2 separate regions of the Mus musculus genome follow, and region 1 is linked to region 2. A link is a contact called in public HiChIP or PLAC-seq data. All regions are on one chromosome and are shown on one strand. The core of a region is the stretch at or near the end of the contact, and the rest is flanking DNA. Distances in the headings are between cores, read along the strand shown.

Region 1 (3,557 bases), core at 94-2,593, 170 kb before region 2:
CATCTGGCTTCCCCAGGGCATACACCACGCCTACAACGCACAGCGCCTGACTGGGCTACAAAGCGCCACTGTCTCCAGGGCAGAAGACACAGCTTTGTTTGTCCCCTCAAGACTAGACAACAAGGGACACAGAAAGATGGATGCCTTGGGGACAGATGACAGCCTGGGCTTATGGGCCTCTGGAGAGGAGTTTAATAGCTATAGGATGGTAGCCAATGCTTGGCCAAAGGGGCCCTTCATGTTCATTGCAATTGTGGCCTGTTATTCCCTTGTTTTAGGTGACAGGTGCCCACTGTACACCAGCATGGGAACAGGTTTGAAAGGGGCTCCTTGTACCACAGACAAGGACCTGCGGTCCAGCAGACACTTCCCACCTCTGAGGAACCACACGCCCTCTGCATTCAACAACTGCAGGCAAACAATGGGCCTTGGGTCCTGGGTATAGGGTCCAAAAGAATGGGACCGTGGCTGGACAGACTACAAGGATCAGGTCTGGAAGCTCAGGCCTGAAATACAAGTCACTCAATAAGCCACTAGATGGGAGTTCGGGGCCAGCTTCAGCGGTACAGGAAACTTCCAAAATAAAAAAAATGAAGTGGGCTCGGGGTAGAGCTCAGCAGTGCTGAGCCTACCTATGTCCACCAGTGAGGGACTGAAGCTTAGGTTAGGGCCCCTTGTGAGGGGATGGGGTGTGGCGCAGGGGTAGAGTCCCTGCCTGGAATCATCCATTTAAGGGCTGGGTACAAAGATTAGCGAAAGCTCCTGGAATCCACTTCTGAAGGGAGGGGAAGGGGATCAGTAGTCCAGTGCCAGTCTAATATAACCAAAGTCCAGGATTCGATCCCTGGTACCACCAAGATACCCCAAGAAACCCCATAGGGTACAAGAGCTTAAAGGGAAACTGCACACCTGCTGTAAGGATGGTGGATAAGATAACCCTGAGGCAGGGGACTGTGATGACCCGGAACATACAACCGGAAGCAGCTGGAAATCACAGGGTTTCCGGAATCAGAAGTAGGGTACACGCGTGCGCCGCAAACCAACGGCATAGGGCGCGGTGGGCGAAAAGCCCTGTGCACACGCGTACTAGCGTTGACTACTCGCGCACGCGTACTCCCACCGCCTCCCGGGACGCGCACAACCCTCTCAGGCTACGCGGTCTGTCCCGATAAGGCCTTCTTTCCCTGTCCACCGCCCTTGCCTTGTCACCATCTCCGGTGCCCCATGGCGGATTCGGAACGGCGAAAGCCGAACCCCTACGGCGGCTGCTCACCTGAGGGACACCCGAGCGAACGCCACGCTTATCCAAGTCCTAGCAACCGGGCCGCCACGCCTGCCACCGCGGGGCACCACGGGAGCGTAGTTCCATGGGCGGGGCCTGCGCGATGCGACTACATTTCCCTTAAGGCCGTGCGCGTGGCTGCTTCACAAGGCCTTGCTGAGTCTAGGGGGTTTTCTTATGTGTGCTGCAGCGAGTAGAATACTGTGGTTTGAGATCCTGGGATGGCACTGAACTCGGCCCCTTTGTGACACTTTGAGACATCAGCAGAGAGAAGACTTGAGGCAGAAGGAGACTCTATGGCCATTAGTCACTCAAAGAGCATCTGCCATCATACTTCTGTAAAGTCCCATGTTGCTGGTGAACAATCACTTTTACTGCTTGGAAAGTGACTGTAGTCTGAAGTTTTAGGTCCACTCAGGCCCTCATTCTCCTCATCTGTACATGGGTGAAACAGATATGTGAACTTCTGAATAAGTCTGGGGCTGGGGCTGTTCATGGAGTGTTTTCCTAGCACCCAGGAGAACCTGGATTCCATACATAGCATTCCTCATGGCACAAGCTGGTCATGCCTGCACTCTGGGGGTGGATACAAGAGAACAAAAGTTCAAGATGGTTGGGGCGAGGGCCTTTAACCCCAGCACTTGGGAGGCAGAGGCAGGCAAATCACTGGGAGTTCCAGGACAGATCCTGTCTTTAAAAAACAAAAACAAAAGATGAAGAAAATAAATGAACAAGTAATAGAGGCAGGAGAGATGACCTAACATTAATACCTTTTAGTTAATTATTGTTTTAGATAAAGAGTTTCACAGTGTAGCTTTATCTGCCCAACATGTCATTCCCAGGCCAGAGTCCCTGAGTCTCTCCCAGGGTCCTTCTTCCTCTGTGGCTTAGGACATAAACAGCAGATTGCCTGGCTGAGCCCTGACCAGCAGGAAGGTAGAAAGTGGCACCAGAGAGCCTGGGGTTGGCTCCAGGATCAACCTGTTTGCAATCTTCTAGGCCTGTCTGCCAAACACAATCTTTCTGGAATAAGGAATGCCTTGTGACCAGCTTATCAGAGCAGAGTAGGTCCCATGAGTTTGGTGTATGGCTGCTTGCAAGACAGATAAGTGGGAGATTAGTGTGGATATGACCAGCATTACAAAGCTAGAACCCAAGCCGGGTGGTGGTGGTCCACGCCTTTAATCCCAGCACTTGGAAGGCAGAGGCAGGCAGATTTCTGAGTTCGAGGCCAGCCTGGTCTATAGAGTGAGTTCCAGGACAGCCAGGGCTATACAGAGAAACCCTGTCTCGAAAAACAAACAAAAAAACGAAGCTAGAACCCTTAGGTACAGTGTCTGGCTTCTAGGAAGCCATGTGAACCAAGGGTCTTGGGAAGAAAACCAAGTTTTGGGTCATCACACCAAAACAGGGCCACCAGGAAACCCATGTTGTTTCTTTAATATTTTTTGACTAAGCCCAGGTCCATAGAAATGCTAGGCCAGGAGCTGTAGAGATGGCTCTGTGGCTGAGAGCACTGGCTGATCTTCCAGAGGATGAAGGTTCAGATCCTAGCACCCACATGGTGGCTCACAGCCATCCCTAACTGCAATTCCAGGAAGTCTGATGCCTTTTAAAACCTCTGTGTGCACAAGGCACATACATACACAAAGGCAAGGCACTGATATAAATATTTTTAAAAATGCTCTGCCAGGGTTAGAAAGGCAGTTTGCCAATGGGGAACCCTGATTGCTATCCCAGAAGAACCTGATGTGAGTCCCTGCACCCACATGGTGGCTTACAACCATCTGTAACTCCAGCTTCAAGGAACCAAATGACTTCTCCTGGCCTCGATGGGTGCTAGGCTGGCATGTGTTACAGAGACAGATAGATATGCAGAGAAGTTTTCTAAGAGATGCTATGCAAGGGAGCTAGAGAGATGGCTCAGTGGTTAAAAGGACAGCCTGCTCTTCCAGAGAACCCGGCTTCAACTCTCAGCACCAGGTCAGCTTGTACCTGCGAGGTAACTGCACTGCCCTTCCAGGGGACCTAGCACCATTACACAGACAAACCTGAAGGCAAAATATCAATACTCATAAAAATTTTTTAAAAAGATATCTTTAAAAGATGTTATACAAGCCCTCACCATTGAGCAATGCCCCTGCCCCTCACTGGCAGAGTCTAGGCAGAGGCTCCACTCAGAACCACTTCCCCAGCCCCTCAGCTGTACAGCAGTTTCTCTTTGAATTAAAACCTATCTTGGGCCAGGCATGGTGGCGTACGCCTCATGCCTCTT
Region 2 (3,596 bases), core at 411-2,910:
TAGGATATATGAAGCACTACATTTCTTCCCACCACCACATAACCAGGTGTGGTAGCTACCATCTTAGTACTAGCTGGGAGGTAGGGGATACCAACAGGAGTTCAGGGTCAACCTTGGCTACATAGGAAGTTGGAGGCCAGCCTGGGCTACATGAGACCTTTTCTCAATTCTCTACCCCTGCCAACTCCAAAAAGTCAGAACCTAGAGGTGCGATTCACACCAGGCCCTTCCTGTGTGATGCTGGGGGCATGTCCTTGATCTCTGACTGAAGGTGAGGGAGAGGGAGCAGGCAGCTACACTAGGGATCCTCTTTGCTGCCTGACCTGGACACCCACTGTGCCATGCACCTTTCTGCTGTGTTCATTGGGCTGTGAGCCCCAGTGAGCTGTGAAGACTGAGCAGAAGCTAGGCGCGAGGGACATATTGTCTCTACAACCCTCAGGGAGAGGCAGGGTCTCACTGGACAGCCTTAGCTGGCTGGCTTGCAACTTGCTTTATATAACCGGCTAGCCTCAAACTCAAACAAAGAGCTCCTCCTGCCTCCCAAGAGCTGGGATTAAAGGCATGGGCCACCACACCTGGCCTCATTATGTGTTTTTCTTTTTTAAATTTATTTTATCATATATTATATCCCAATCTCAGTTTACCCTCTCTCCTCTCAGTACCCCTCCCGCCCTCGTTGTTTCGTTGTTCTTTCTTTCTTTCTTTCTTTCTTTCTTTCTTTCTTTCTTTCTTTCTTTCTTTCGAGACAGTGATTCTTGGATAGCCTTGGCTATCCTGGAACTCACTCTGTAGACCAGGATGGCCTTGAACTCACAGAGATCTGCTTGCCTCTGTCTCCCCAGTGCTGGGATTAAAGTGCCGCCACCTCCTGGCATTTTTTATTATATGCACCACGAAACACCTATTTTCAAAAGACGGAAAAGTTGACCAATGTGGAGGTCCTTCAGCAAGAGAGAGAATGATCCATCGTTTCCTAGCCTCTCATTAAGGATCTGATATCCCATCCCGACTTTGATATACCCGCTCGAACACATAACACCCAGAGCCCATCCTAGAAACTCAAATAGAACCCACTTGACGTGGCGGCGCCGGCGGGCATAAGAACCCGAAAATAAAATCTCAAACCCCGCCCTTCCACCGCCTTCCCGTTGAGTTTCTCGCGGCCTCTTGCTCTGAGAATCCCGCCTCTGCTGTAGGGCGGGAACGCAGATGATACTTCGCAATAAATGGTTTGAGTTCTGCCAATCTAACCTCTCCACCTTCCCATTGGTTATTTGTAGCGGTCCTTATCTTTCAATCTAATGGTCCTTCCCGCTTGCGTCAAGGACGCTTCGCTCAGTGCGTGTATACCGCCGCGTAGGAAGATAGTTCCTAAGTCTTTCCCTCGGTTTGATAGAGACTATCTCTGCCGGAAGTACTTTAGTATTAGATACGGGTTGATTCTTGGTGTCATGGTAATCTTTGTGGGTGTTCTGGCAGTGACTGTTGTGAGGTGGTGTATGTTACTATCGCCTCAAGAGGTAGTGGAGGGATCTGTGTATCCGGTCGGGGCGCGGCTGCAGCGACTTAGGGGAGGTGGCTTTTGGCGACAGTGGGCGTGGTCACTTGGGGGCGTGGCTTCCGCGGGCGGCGCGGGGCGGGGTGGGGGGGCGGAACATGTCTCCCGCCGCAGGAAGATGAGGCAGCGCCGGCGGCTGCGGGCGTAGCGGGCCACCGCGGGCCACCGCCGCGCGCCGCCGCCTCTGCTACAGTCCCTTCCCGCGGGGCCTGCTCTGAGAGAAGCTCGAGAGAGACCAGGCGACGCGAACGCGAGTGGGGAGGAGGAAGGACGCGCGACCCCGAGCCCTGCGCGCTCCCGCCGCCCACGCGCGACCCTCGGGGACGCGCCCGCCACCCTTTTGTCCCCGGGGTCCCCGAGGGCGGTGGGCAGCAGGGAGCCCCGGTGCACCCGGTGCATGCCCCCGCCCAGCAGGTGAGCGCACGCGGAGGGGCCCCGGACGCGCGCGTGGGGCTCACGGGGACGCGCGCACGGTGGGGACCCCCCCCCTCTGCTTAGTGCATGAGAAAAAAAAAGTTGCCTCTGGGTCTCTCTCGGGTCCGCGGGGAGGCTAGGGCTGGGGTGAGCCCCCGGGGGAGTGTGCACGCGTCCCCCTTGCACAGGGCCCCGGGCCCGGCGGCGCATTGTTCTCTGTCTTCAACTTTGCGCGCCTGGAGAGGGGGGCGACGTGGAGGGGACGCGCGCACTTGAGAGCAAACTTTGCCCAGGCCTCTTTTGTGACGGTTCTCTGTGGACGGTCACCCAACTTCATCAGATAGGAATTCTCCAACTCGTGGGGATCTTAGGGGAGGTGTTCCCTTTCCATCTGCCCTTAGAGAGGGGGTCCTCCTGATCGGAGCTGGAGTTTGGAGGGAAGAGAGAGGGCCACCTCCTCATTCCATTAGCTAGTGGTTCCACAACTCGTGGTTATCTTAGGGGAGGTGTCCCCTTATCACCCACCTTCACCTCTTCACTTGAGGTGTCCCCTTGATCCTAGTGGAGTTTGGAAGGCTGAGGATTATATCGCACTCCACAATTTAGAGTTCCTAATTCTTGGGGATTTTGTGGGAGGTGTCCCTTTCCAACCCACCCCCACCCAGGGAAGTCTCCAAATCTCCATCCAAACTGGAATTTGGAAGGAAGAGTGAACCCAATATCTTCACCTCGTTAACTTGGGGTTCCCCAACTCCTGGAGATCTTGGAAGACCCCCCCTGCCACTTAAGGATGCCCCCCCCCCGATTTAAACTGGAGTTTGGAGGAAAGAGAGCAAGTCCTTTTGTCTGCTACAAGAAAGGGATCTCTGGGTACAGAGAAGGAGGGGAGACACAGGGACCCCGAGATGGGAACATCTGCTCTGTGTTAATGTGGGGCGCGGCACAGCTCAGGGTTTGGGACACGATGGTGGCCTCTGCGAGCCTCAGAACTTCCAACCTTCCTCCTCCCGCAGTGGCTGCTGGAATGGGGGAGGGAGGAGAAGGGGGGGGTCATCCCCAATTCTGCTTCCCTACCCCCAATCCAAGATGACCCAGGTTGTCCCATTCCTCCCCTCCCAAGAGTGTTTGTGGCACCCGCCCCCACTGGAGCAGTGTTTCACCTCTCCTGGGGTTACCCAGAAAAATCGGTTTCAAATACCCCACAAAAAAAGTGTGGTTTCGTACAACTTAGAAGAAGAAGAAAAGAGTCAGTTTCACACATCCTCCAAAAAGGATGAAAAAAAAAAAAGACAAAAAGCAGTGGGGGCGGGGTGCCCGAGGTGCCTGTTTCACACCCTGTGTGAGTTGACAAACAAAAGAGTTGGGGTTCCTGAGCTTCTGGACGTGGGTCTTCCCTCAACCCCAGAATCGCCTTCCCCAGCCTGTGGCTTCCGGATCCCTGCTGCCCTAGCTCCTTTCTGGGGAACACTGGAAAAAAAAGTTAATGGTTTAACTGCGTGCTGGCCCCTCAGTCTTTCCTGGGGTGGGTGGATTGGGCCTGGCAGGTGGAACCCCTCCCCCACTGGTGGAGCAGAGCCCCTGGGACCTGAGGGGAATCCCAGGTCTTGGGGACCTCCCCCCC

What was found. HiChIP or PLAC-seq counts read pairs in DNA pulled down with a chosen protein or histone mark.
Region 1: an H3K4me3 HiChIP or PLAC-seq map of the SCID.adh cell line shows a contact between it and region 2, with 17 read pairs. The contact joins the promoter of Adat3 here to the promoter of Tcf3 in region 2. A contact is called at or near these places in 2 of 39 promoter capture datasets (hippocampal neurons and pre-B cells), 2 of 484 Hi-C or Micro-C datasets (embryonic stem cells and erythroid progenitors), 9 of 115 datasets of contacts at active chromatin or transcription factors (the 230-238 cell line, the SCID.adh cell line, effector CD8 T cells and 4 more) and 3 of 9 other capture datasets (adipose tissue, liver and pancreatic islet).

The regions. Positions count from the first base shown.
Region 1 is chr10:80,600,666-80,604,222 of GRCm38.p6, reverse strand. Adat3 (adenosine deaminase, tRNA-specific 3) reads right to left here and starts at 1,343. Exons shown (of 2, transcript NM_001100606.1): 1 at 1,274-1,343. It overlaps Scamp4 (secretory carrier membrane protein 4), which reads right to left and starts at 1,341. Exons shown (of 7, transcript NM_019575.4): 1 at 1,274-1,341.
Region 2 is chr10:80,431,699-80,435,294 of GRCm38.p6, reverse strand. Tcf3 (transcription factor 3) reads left to right here and starts at 1,660. Exons shown (of 19, transcript NM_001164149.2): 1 at 1,660-1,975.